2 separate regions of the Mus musculus genome follow, and region 2 is linked to region 1. The links are chromatin contacts, called in public HiChIP or PLAC-seq maps. All regions are on one chromosome and are shown on one strand. The core of a region is the stretch at or near the end of the contact, and the rest is flanking DNA. Distances in the headings are between cores, read along the strand shown. Region 1 overlaps Ano7 (anoctamin 7). Region 2 holds the start of Atg4b (autophagy related 4B, cysteine peptidase).

What was found. HiChIP or PLAC-seq counts read pairs in DNA pulled down with a chosen protein or histone mark.
Region 2: an H3K27ac HiChIP or PLAC-seq map of microglia shows a contact between it and region 1, with 7 times the contacts expected there. The contact joins the promoter of Atg4b here to the enhancer-like site in region 1. A contact is called at or near these places in 15 of 39 promoter capture datasets (the 3T3-L1 cell line, the C10 cell line, the HPC-7 cell line and 9 more), 7 of 115 datasets of contacts at active chromatin or transcription factors (the 230-238 cell line, embryonic stem cells, large pre-B cells and 2 more) and 2 of 9 other capture datasets (adipose tissue and liver).

Annotation. Positions count from the first base shown.
Region 1 is chr1:93,399,767-93,404,306 of GRCm38.p6, reverse strand. Ano7 (anoctamin 7) reads right to left here. Exons shown (of 24, transcript NM_207031.2): 19 at 3,733-3,863; 20 at 2,671-2,876; 21 at 2,404-2,546; 22 at 2,080-2,170; 23 at 1,547-1,666; 24 at 3-1,357. The coding sequence ends at 1,283. Among named protein-coding and RNA genes, the nearest start is that of Ano7, 28 kb to the right of the region's middle. Within about 2 kb of position 2,491, at least 43 of the 459 cell types and tissues checked have an H3K27ac peak or open chromatin away from gene starts, as enhancers often do. A contact at or near this core is called in microglia, where this site is marked.
Region 2 is chr1:93,752,450-93,756,989 of GRCm38.p6, reverse strand. Atg4b (autophagy related 4B, cysteine peptidase) reads right to left here and starts at 2,085. Exons shown (of 13, transcript NM_174874.4): 1 at 1,936-2,085. The coding sequence starts at 1,945. Thap4 (THAP domain containing 4) reads left to right here and starts at 2,152. Exons shown (of 6, transcript NM_025920.3): 1 at 2,152-2,533. The coding sequence starts at 2,457.

The sequences.
Region 1 (4,540 bases), core at 1,242-3,741:
AGTGACTTTCAGACCTTTATTCCAGCATGGTTGAATGGCAGGAGGAAAGGCCCATACATATCCCATCATGAGTGAGTGGCTAAGTTAGGGAATAACTAGCAACTAACCATCAGTTAGCCCAGCTAACAGAAGGCAGGCAACAGGAAAGGCCCACGTTGTACCCAGTTTGAGAAGCAATTGTATCTAAACACCGGGGAGGCGGGGGTGGGGGGATAGACCTACTAGGTATTACAGGAATCTTTTTTCTGTTTGCACTATTAGGGGTAAAACTTCGTTCCACAGCCTTCCCCCTTCAGAGCTTCCTGTGTGCTGAGTTTCTGGCCCGGTACTGGAAGGTACACAGGAGGCAAAGGGGATACTGCAGAGGCCTTTGATCTGTCAGGATAAAGAGGCCATGATAGGAAAGAATTCATAGATAGGCCTTGGGTAGTTAGGTATGAAAGTAAGGGGTACAAGGGGTAAGCAAACTTCCCAGGGCTGTGGCCTGGGCCATGGTATCATGTCTAAGAGCCAGGTGTGCCTGATAATGACCATGTGAGGTAAGGTAGTGGATCTGGAGGGGTGATCTGACCCTATAATACCACAGGAATGCTGCAAGAGGACCGAGCAAAGCCCTGGGAAGGCAGGGACCCCAGCGTTTAACCTTTCAATTGGCAGAAGAGTTATGCCATGGTAGGGGATGGGGGATGGGGACCATATGTCAACTGTGAAGCCACTTCCTCATATCTTAAGATTCAGGAAGGCATCGTATACAGAGGACCCTCAGCCTTTGGTTTAGGGATAGGAACATCGCTAGTGATATTAGGGACAGAATAGGTGAAGCAAAGGAAGAACAAAATACTTTGAGTACAATGGTCAGCAAAACAGCCACAGAAGCAGGGATTTCAGACAGACCTTTTGCCTTGAGAGGGGTGTGGACATCGGGAGGGGAATGAGACACAAGTTATTGGCTCATGGGACTTAGGAATGGCAGTAGGGGATAGCCCCTAAGGCCAGCAGATAACTCTCTAAACACTGCTCCAAATGGGTAGTCCTAAGGAACATGTAGCAGGGGTAGTGACTGAGCACAGGACTGTGGCAGCCAAGGGTCATGGTTATTCTAAACCAAGGGTGGAGATGGTTGAGCTGGGGCCAGGATCATGGTCTCCAAAAGACACACAATAGTGAACTGTCTCCTGACACATCTTCAACAGTCTTCCAGGCAAGTGTGTCAGCCTCCGGTAACCCCTACTGTGACCTCAGAGAAGGAAAGGGAGGTGGTCACCATTCCAAAGAGTCTCCCTTAGGCTGGAAGACCCAGGCTGGGCTCTGAACTTGGAGGTTGGTCATCCTTCACTCCTGTTGCTCCAAGGAGAGCCTGTCTCAAAGCAAGTGAATTGTCAGCTTGACTATGGAAGTAACTGTAAACAGCCCCTCAGTCCTTCACCAGCTTGGTAGACGTGCTGCTAGGACAGACTAGGCAGAAATGAAGGCTCATGCTTTAGTCATGAGACCTGAGTGTGCAGGACAGGGCTGTAAGGCCAACAGGTTGGGCTTGGGTGCTCACCTCGTTCTCAGCCAGTGCTTGTTTAGCTAAATAGTATTCCCGCTTCACCTTGATCTCCACGGATTCTGGGATGTCAGGAACCAAGAGATCCAGAACACGGCCAATGGAGAACACCACATGCTGGGGATAGAAGCCCCACCCCCAACCTCATAAAACAAAAGCCCAAACTAGCCTTCAGGGGACCCAGTAGGCTGCCCAGGTGGGTGGAACTGGAGTTACAGGGCAGGAGAGGAAATGAAAGAGCAGAGACCTGGATCAGAGACCAGCCAGCCCTTCCAAGTTCCCCACAGCACCTTCCAATCTGCAAAGCATTCAATGGCTAGTCCGTGAGCCAGGCACAGAGACCAGCAAGGGAAAGGAAGACACAGATTTGATTTAGATGGAAAACAGAATGGGAGTTCTGTTGGTCATACTGACCCTTGCCATGCCACAGGTTTAGGTTAGGCAAAGCAAGTAGGGGCATCATCACGTTAAGTACAGGGGCCAGCAAGGGGATGGAAGTCACTGGAGGAGCTTTCAGATGCCTTGGATACCTCAAATACGATGACAAAGGCCAGGCGGATGGCCAGGAGAGTCCAGTAAGTCGGAGAATAGTGTCCATCATCATCCCGGAAAGCCCGGTACCTGCAGGAGACACAGGCCTCTGTAGCTCCCTAGGGTTGAGCTGGCAAGTGGGCCATCTAGACTCAGTCTTCCCGTTTCCTCCACTCTGCCTCTTTGGTGCTGAACATACTTGAGAGACCGTGTTGAAAGCCAAACAACAAAAACCTATTTCCCTGGGGGAGTGGGGAGGGCGCGGGTGGAAGGTATGAGTCAATAGAATAAAAGGCAAAACTCACCCTCTGACTCTGGCTCACCTGCAAGTGCGGTTGTGTGCGGAGGTGAAAGTGGGCGGTGCTCGTGCCAGCGTGAAATTGAGGAAGCCATGCAGGTCAGGGGCGTGCGTCCAGCTGTAGTAGACACGTGGCAGGAAGTCGGAGGAGAAGGCCAGCAGGAAGGCCTGTGGGCGCAGGGTCAGAGCGATGTCACCACCGTCACCACCATCACCACCACCACCACCACCACCACCACCACCACCCTCACCCTGCACCCAGCACCACCCAGCAGGCGAGCCGGGCACTCACATTGCTGATGACCGCGAGGTGTGTGAGGCCCGTTAGGATGTGGAACCAGATGCCGATGTCCTGGGCGCGCTCCGCCACTGGGCGCCGATACTCGCACACGAACTTGCGCGCATCTAGGCGGATCTCCACCCAGTTGTTGAGTAGGGCAAAAAGCGGCGCCAGCGGGCAGGCAGCTACGAAGATGGTGACGAATCCAAACTGCAGCACTGCAAAGCAGGAGCTGGTAAAACTCTCAGACCACAGGTGGCAGGAGGTGGGGGGATGGGGGATGGAGAAGGAACTCCCAGCTTGCCCACCAGGGTATCGGGCAGTTCATTTCAATCCATTTCTTCCCCTCATGCTGTATTCAGCGCAAGAGCCACTGACTACCCCCTGGGCTTGGGAGCCTTGGTGGGCACTGCTCTAATCTCCTTGGCCACCCAGTACACCTGAAGTCAGGGACTCTTAATGACAGGAAGGAGAGCAAAACCTGCTTCTGGATTAAAAACTGTTGTCCCCATTTATCCCCAGGATCTTCTATAAAATTTCTAGGGAGTTCCTTGGCCATTGTGCAGGGCGTGAGGATACATACTATCACCCTGGAAGCTGCCCTACCTTTTTTTATCCACAGAGTGAGTCTGCAACAGTTACTGGTTATGCTTTTGGTTGCTGGGTTCTGCTGAGACACTGCTAAGTTATGACTGTGCCAGATCTCCCTGTGTTAGTCAGACAAAACCCTGCCCTCAAAACTATCTCATCCTTCAAGCCCTGAGTATGGGCCACCACTTTGGCTGGCGATTTAACTGAAGAAACCACTGGAGAAAATCCAGGCTGGCATGGCCCAGGTGTGCCTGCCCTCACAACCTGGAGAGCCTTGCTTGGCCCTGTCCCTGGACTTGATTTCCCTAATGCACAGCCTCAGCTCCCAAGCCTCCCCAAGTCTTCCCACCCACCCTGGCTCGGTTGCCACCCCATCTCTTCTCAGGATATCTGCAAGCCTAACTCACACCCACATACACCCCCAATGGCACATTGCATTTCAGGGTAGGCCAGGGCCAGAGTGGCTGCAATGGCAGATCTCACCCATTTCAAGGTATTCGTGAAACAGCCCCTCACAAGGCAGCAACTCATAGTCGGCCTCCCAAGGTGCTGGGTGGGTCCCCGTGCCAGCCTTCTTGCCCCTGGAGAACTTCTGCCAGCAGCCTTTCAGCTTTCTGCAGATAGAAAGTGGGGGGAAATGGCATGGCCGCTCCATCTAGCTAACACTTAAGCTAGTCTGAGAGAACGTGCACCTTGGATGCTCTTGTTCTCTGGGGCCAGGTTGGGCAGGGCAAGGGGCTGTAGTTGTTACAGGTCAAAACCCTCCAAGGCTGGGCTGGAGAGATGGCTCAGCAGTTAAGAGCACTGACTACTCTTCCAGATGGACCTGAGTTTAATTCCCAGCAACCACATGGTGGCTCACAACCATCTGTAATCGGATCCACCGCCATCTTCTGGTGTATCTGAAGACAGCAACAGTGTACTCACATAAATAAAATAAATAAATCTTTTTTTAAAAAAAATCCTCCAAGGCCCTGGCCCCCCTCTGTGGAACATGATACAGTTTGCTCTTCTGATTCCCTGATGTGTCTTCCAAAAAGTCAACCCAGCTCCCTGGGACCTTTAGGGGATGGAACCAAACCAAAGCTAGAAAGGAGCTAGTGAGGGTAACAGCCGAGTCCCCAGAAAGCAGAGGCCATGAGGCCAGATGTATTGGTTTTATGATACTGGGACCACATAGGTGGGATGGCTACATCACACCTGGGAGGTGTGTGTCAGTCCTGAGTGTCTGTGGTGTGGTCAGAGGTCGTGAGATATCATGCACAGATCAAGTGTGTCTGTCGCTTATCAG
Region 2 (4,540 bases), core at 836-3,335, 350 kb before region 1:
TTTAGTCTCGACAAGAATGTACTTTCACAGAGCATGGGGTAGGTGTACTTAAGATGGGATGGAGGGGAGTAGGGGAAGGGGAAAATAATGAATTATCCAAAAAAACCTTTAAATATGCTTCCAAAGTGAGATTTGTTTTTGTCCATCCTGCTACAGTTCCAGTCACCTATAACCTAGCCCACATCACTCTCCCATATAAGCACCATCCAGGCCTATATACTTCTGGTCTCCTGTAGAGAATGTCAGGGGCCTCAGACAGCATTTCTTTTCCTTTGTCCATTTTTCTAGTCCAATGTCTAGATTGAAACTCCTGATACCCAATAACAAATGTAGTTTATAAAAAGATCAAGGTAGGTAGGGCAGGATGGCTCACACTTTTTAAGTCCAGCACTTCAAGGCCAGCCTGATCTACATCCTGAGTTCTAGTACAGTGAGGGTTTTGTGGAGAGATACTGCTGAGAGAGAAAGAGAGAGAAAACACACAAACACAGCACACACAATTATAAGAATAACCAGAAGCAACATTACAAGGGTGGTGGGAGATCAGAAGGTAGATCATAAAATGCCACCCAGAATTATATCAGGAGAAAAATTGCACCATCATACTGTATTTAAAAAAAAGTGTTTTATCACCATTAACACAAGTCTTCAAACACAGATGTCTTTTGAGTTTGATCTCACAGCAGCATTAAACACCCACTTAATTTCAGCATTGGGGATGTACAAGCAAGCAGATATATTTCTGTGAGTCTTGGGTCAGCATGGTCTACATATTAGACAAGACTAAACAGTGAGGCCTTGTCTTTAAAAAAAAAAGTGGGGGAGAGGATAATTAAGTAATTCAATGTATTATCCCATTCCACACCTCCAAGAGGCACTGTGGTGTGACAGCTTCAGTTATTCATTCTAAAAAAAAAAAAAAAATGAATTATCTTAAAAAAATATACACCTGGCTCATGCATCTTGGGGAGTCAACGTTCCTGCTTCCTCCAGCTACGGATGCCATAAACTGCTGAAATGTGTATTAACTGTAGGCATTACTCCCAAGTAAGAGCCGACTACTTCTCTAACACAGCTGTCAGAAGAAAACCATCAAAAGCAACGCCATTCAAGAAAAGTACAATGAAATCAGGTAGCAGGACTCCTTCACAAAGGAGTGGATTCTTGAAGGCAGGTCGCTCTTAAATTAAAAAAAGGAAAAAAGAAAAAGAAAACCAAAAAAAAAAAAAAAAACCCGCTAACGCTGCTGAGGGAATGAGAGAACCTCTGTTGGGGGTGGGGTGGGGTGGAATGGGGTGGGGTGGGTATTTTTAGGGCTATTAGCAAACAACTTATTTGATAGATTTGCATCTCCAAGACTTCTGGCCAACATAAACAAAGAACCGCACTCTCCAGCTTCAGAAGCAAGAGTCAGTTAAAAACAAACAAACAAACAAACAAACAAAACCCACCCACACTTAACCCAGTATTAGGACCTCAAGAAGTCAAAGTAGCATGTGACTGATCCGCTGTCAGAACAGGAGCGGGGCTCACCTACACAGGTTATTGAACTTCAAAGACAAAAGATGTGCATGTTGTGGTAGCTGGACCAGCGGCCAACAACTTGACAGAAGTTAAAGAGGTCGGCTCTTCAATGGACACCGCAAGGCCCACCCTCGCGGCGCACCGGTCCTCTCCGGGCACCAGGGTGCCCGCGTCCTGATGCGTCCCTCAGACTCCCTGCCCTCACGCCCGCAGCCGCGAGCCCACAGGCTGGGACGCTCCCCGAGGGCCGCGGCCGAGCGCCGGAGGCCGAGGCGCTGACGAGTGGCCCCGCGAACCCGGTACTGAGCGCTGCGGGGAGGCGCGGCCCGCCCAGCCCAACACACCGGCCTCCGCCCCAGCGGGCGGCCACGGGAGCCCGCCCGCGACAGGGCAGGCGTCCGCCCTCCTTACCTGCGTCCATCTTCCCTGTCCGGCTGCCGACTGACCGTGCCGTCGCTCCGACGGACTACTGCGCGACACGGCGACGGGAAGCCGCGGCAGCCAAGCGCGGCGCAGCGGAAGCGCGGGCGTCGCCATCTCGCCGTACGGCGGTGGGCACGCGGGGGGTGGGGCCTCGGCGCGTGTGGTTCCTAACCGGACGCGGCCGCCCCGCCCCCGGCCCGCGCCGCCGCTTCGGAACACCCGGGAGCCGGCCCGAGCTGCGCTCCTCCGGCGCCGCCATCTTTCCGTACAGACAGCCACCCGCGCATGTCTCGGTACGGACTCACCGCCCGCTGCGGCCGCGACGCCGGCGCCGTGGCCGGGCAGTCCGAGCGCAGCGTGGTGCGGGCGGCAGCGCGCAGCCATCTTGCCGTACGGCTCGGCCGCGGCCCACGTCCCGAGCTGTGTCGCCGCGCTCCCTCGGGGCGGGTCGGGCCAGCGGGCGGGCGGCAAGGATCGGAGCCTGGCGGCGCTCACGACCGAGGCCCGCAATGGTGATCTGCTGCGCGGCCGTGAACTGTTCCAACAGGCAGGGCAAGGGCGAGAAACGCGCTGTCTCCTTCCACAGGTACGCGGCCCGCCTCCGGGTCCGCCACGCCCCCGCCCTGGCCGGGGCCCGCGGGGAAACTGAGGCCGCGCGGCGGGCCGAGCTCCGGGGACCGGGAGTGGGGGGCCGGCTAACCGAGGGTAACTGTGGGAGGTGGACGGGTCGTGGAGCTTTATGACCTTGGCTTGGACCGCCGGCTTTGGGGACCAGCACGGCCATGCCTCGGGCAGAGCGGCCGGAGGCCCCCTCCGCCACCTCCACCAACGGGCGTCGCACTGATTTGGGCTGGCCCTGCCAATTTCAGGAGTATTCTGCAAGGGCGCCTTCTCAGGTTAATCCTGATCTTTGCTTTCGGGCAGTTCTCCACTCTTGCCTCGGCGGGGCAAGCCCGCCCGGAGGTGTGTGGCAGGAGTGCGGCCCGGCGCACGCAGCTCTACTTCCTGCATCCATAGCCCTCATCGCCTTCCTATGGGGTCCTGCGGCCCAGGCACTGGCACCGATCACCTCCCGCATCCTGCACTCTGGCAGAGGCCCGGGGGATGACCGTGGAAAGGGCTTTCCAGGGGGTTCTCGGTGGCCCTTGTGCGGGCCGCGCCTTCCAAAGGCTTTCGAGACTCCCTCAGTTGGTCCTCTCCTGTGATTTCCAACAGGAGTGAACAGCGAGCGAAGGGACTCTGCCTTGGAAGTCACTTCGCACATCCTGCCACCTCTTAGTACTTGGTGTTAAAATTTAAAGATGGGAATGGCACGTATCTGTTGAAAGTTCACAGGGTTACATTAAGTCTCCAGTCCTTAAGACCTGGTTCAAAACAAAACCTAGTAACGTTAAACAATCTTACAAGTCAACCAGAATGTTTCCGTAACAATTTCACATAGAACATGCCCCAGAAGTTTTGTTAACAGTTGAAAATGAGGCAGTGTTGCAAGGACTGATGTTGGCTTCCCCATGTTCTAACATGGTATATGGGTAGACAGTGCCCAAATTGGGGCGGGGAAACTCCAGAAATCTAGCTCACTAAACACTGATAAAGGTTATAAGATCACATTGCTTACAACGTCCAGATCCATCCTATTAAGGCCAGTCTTGGTCCACAGCAGGTTCCTCGAGACTGGAAAAGCTCAGGTGGAGCTCTGAGCACCTGAGAAAGCCTACCATGTGTAGTCAGTTTGGTCTCACAAATCTTGCCTTAAGTGACCATTAAATAGCTTCATTAGATGAGGGAAGAAATTACTAAGCATGTTATTGAACATCTAATTTTTTTTTCCCAGTTTTCCTCTTACGACGTAAAATACTACATAAAATTTACCATTTTTGTCTTTGGGGTGTTTTGGTGTGTGTGCACAGGCACGTGTCTGTGTGTGTGTTTTGAGACAATGTCTCATTGAATTGCCTTGTTGGCCTACATCGCATTGTTTTAGTCTGCTGGTCTTGTAGACGTCCTTCCTCTGCCTCCCAAGCTCGGGAAATACTGGCATGAGCCACCAAGAACAACTGGGTTTTTTGTTTGTTTGTTCTGGTCTTTTCAGAAATCTGCCTGCCTCTGCCTTCCAAGTGCTGGAATTAAAGGGGTGGGCCACCACCACCTGGCCTTGGATTGTTTGTTTGTTTTCTTTTGAGTCAGTGTCCCTTTCCATAGCCCTGATTGTTCTGGAACTCATTTGTAGACAGGCTGGACTTGAACTCTCCTGCCTTTGCCTCCCAACTGCTAGGATTAAAGGTTTACACTACCACCCTAACCTATGACTGACACATTCAGCATAACTTCCCAAAGGTTTACCCAGGCTCCTAAAGGAGGTTTTGCTGCCTACTAAGAGAAATACCTAGGCGAGACATACAAAGTACTCCTACCAGGGAGCCATGCTCCCTGCTCTTTTTTCTGTTCTGTTCTTTTCTTTTCTTTTTTGGTTTTTTTTTTTTTTTTTTTTTGGTTTTTCGAGACAGGGTTTCTCTGTATGGCCCTGGCTGTCCTGGAACTCACTTTGTAGACCAGGCTGGCCTCGAACTCAGAGATCCACCTGCCTTTGCCT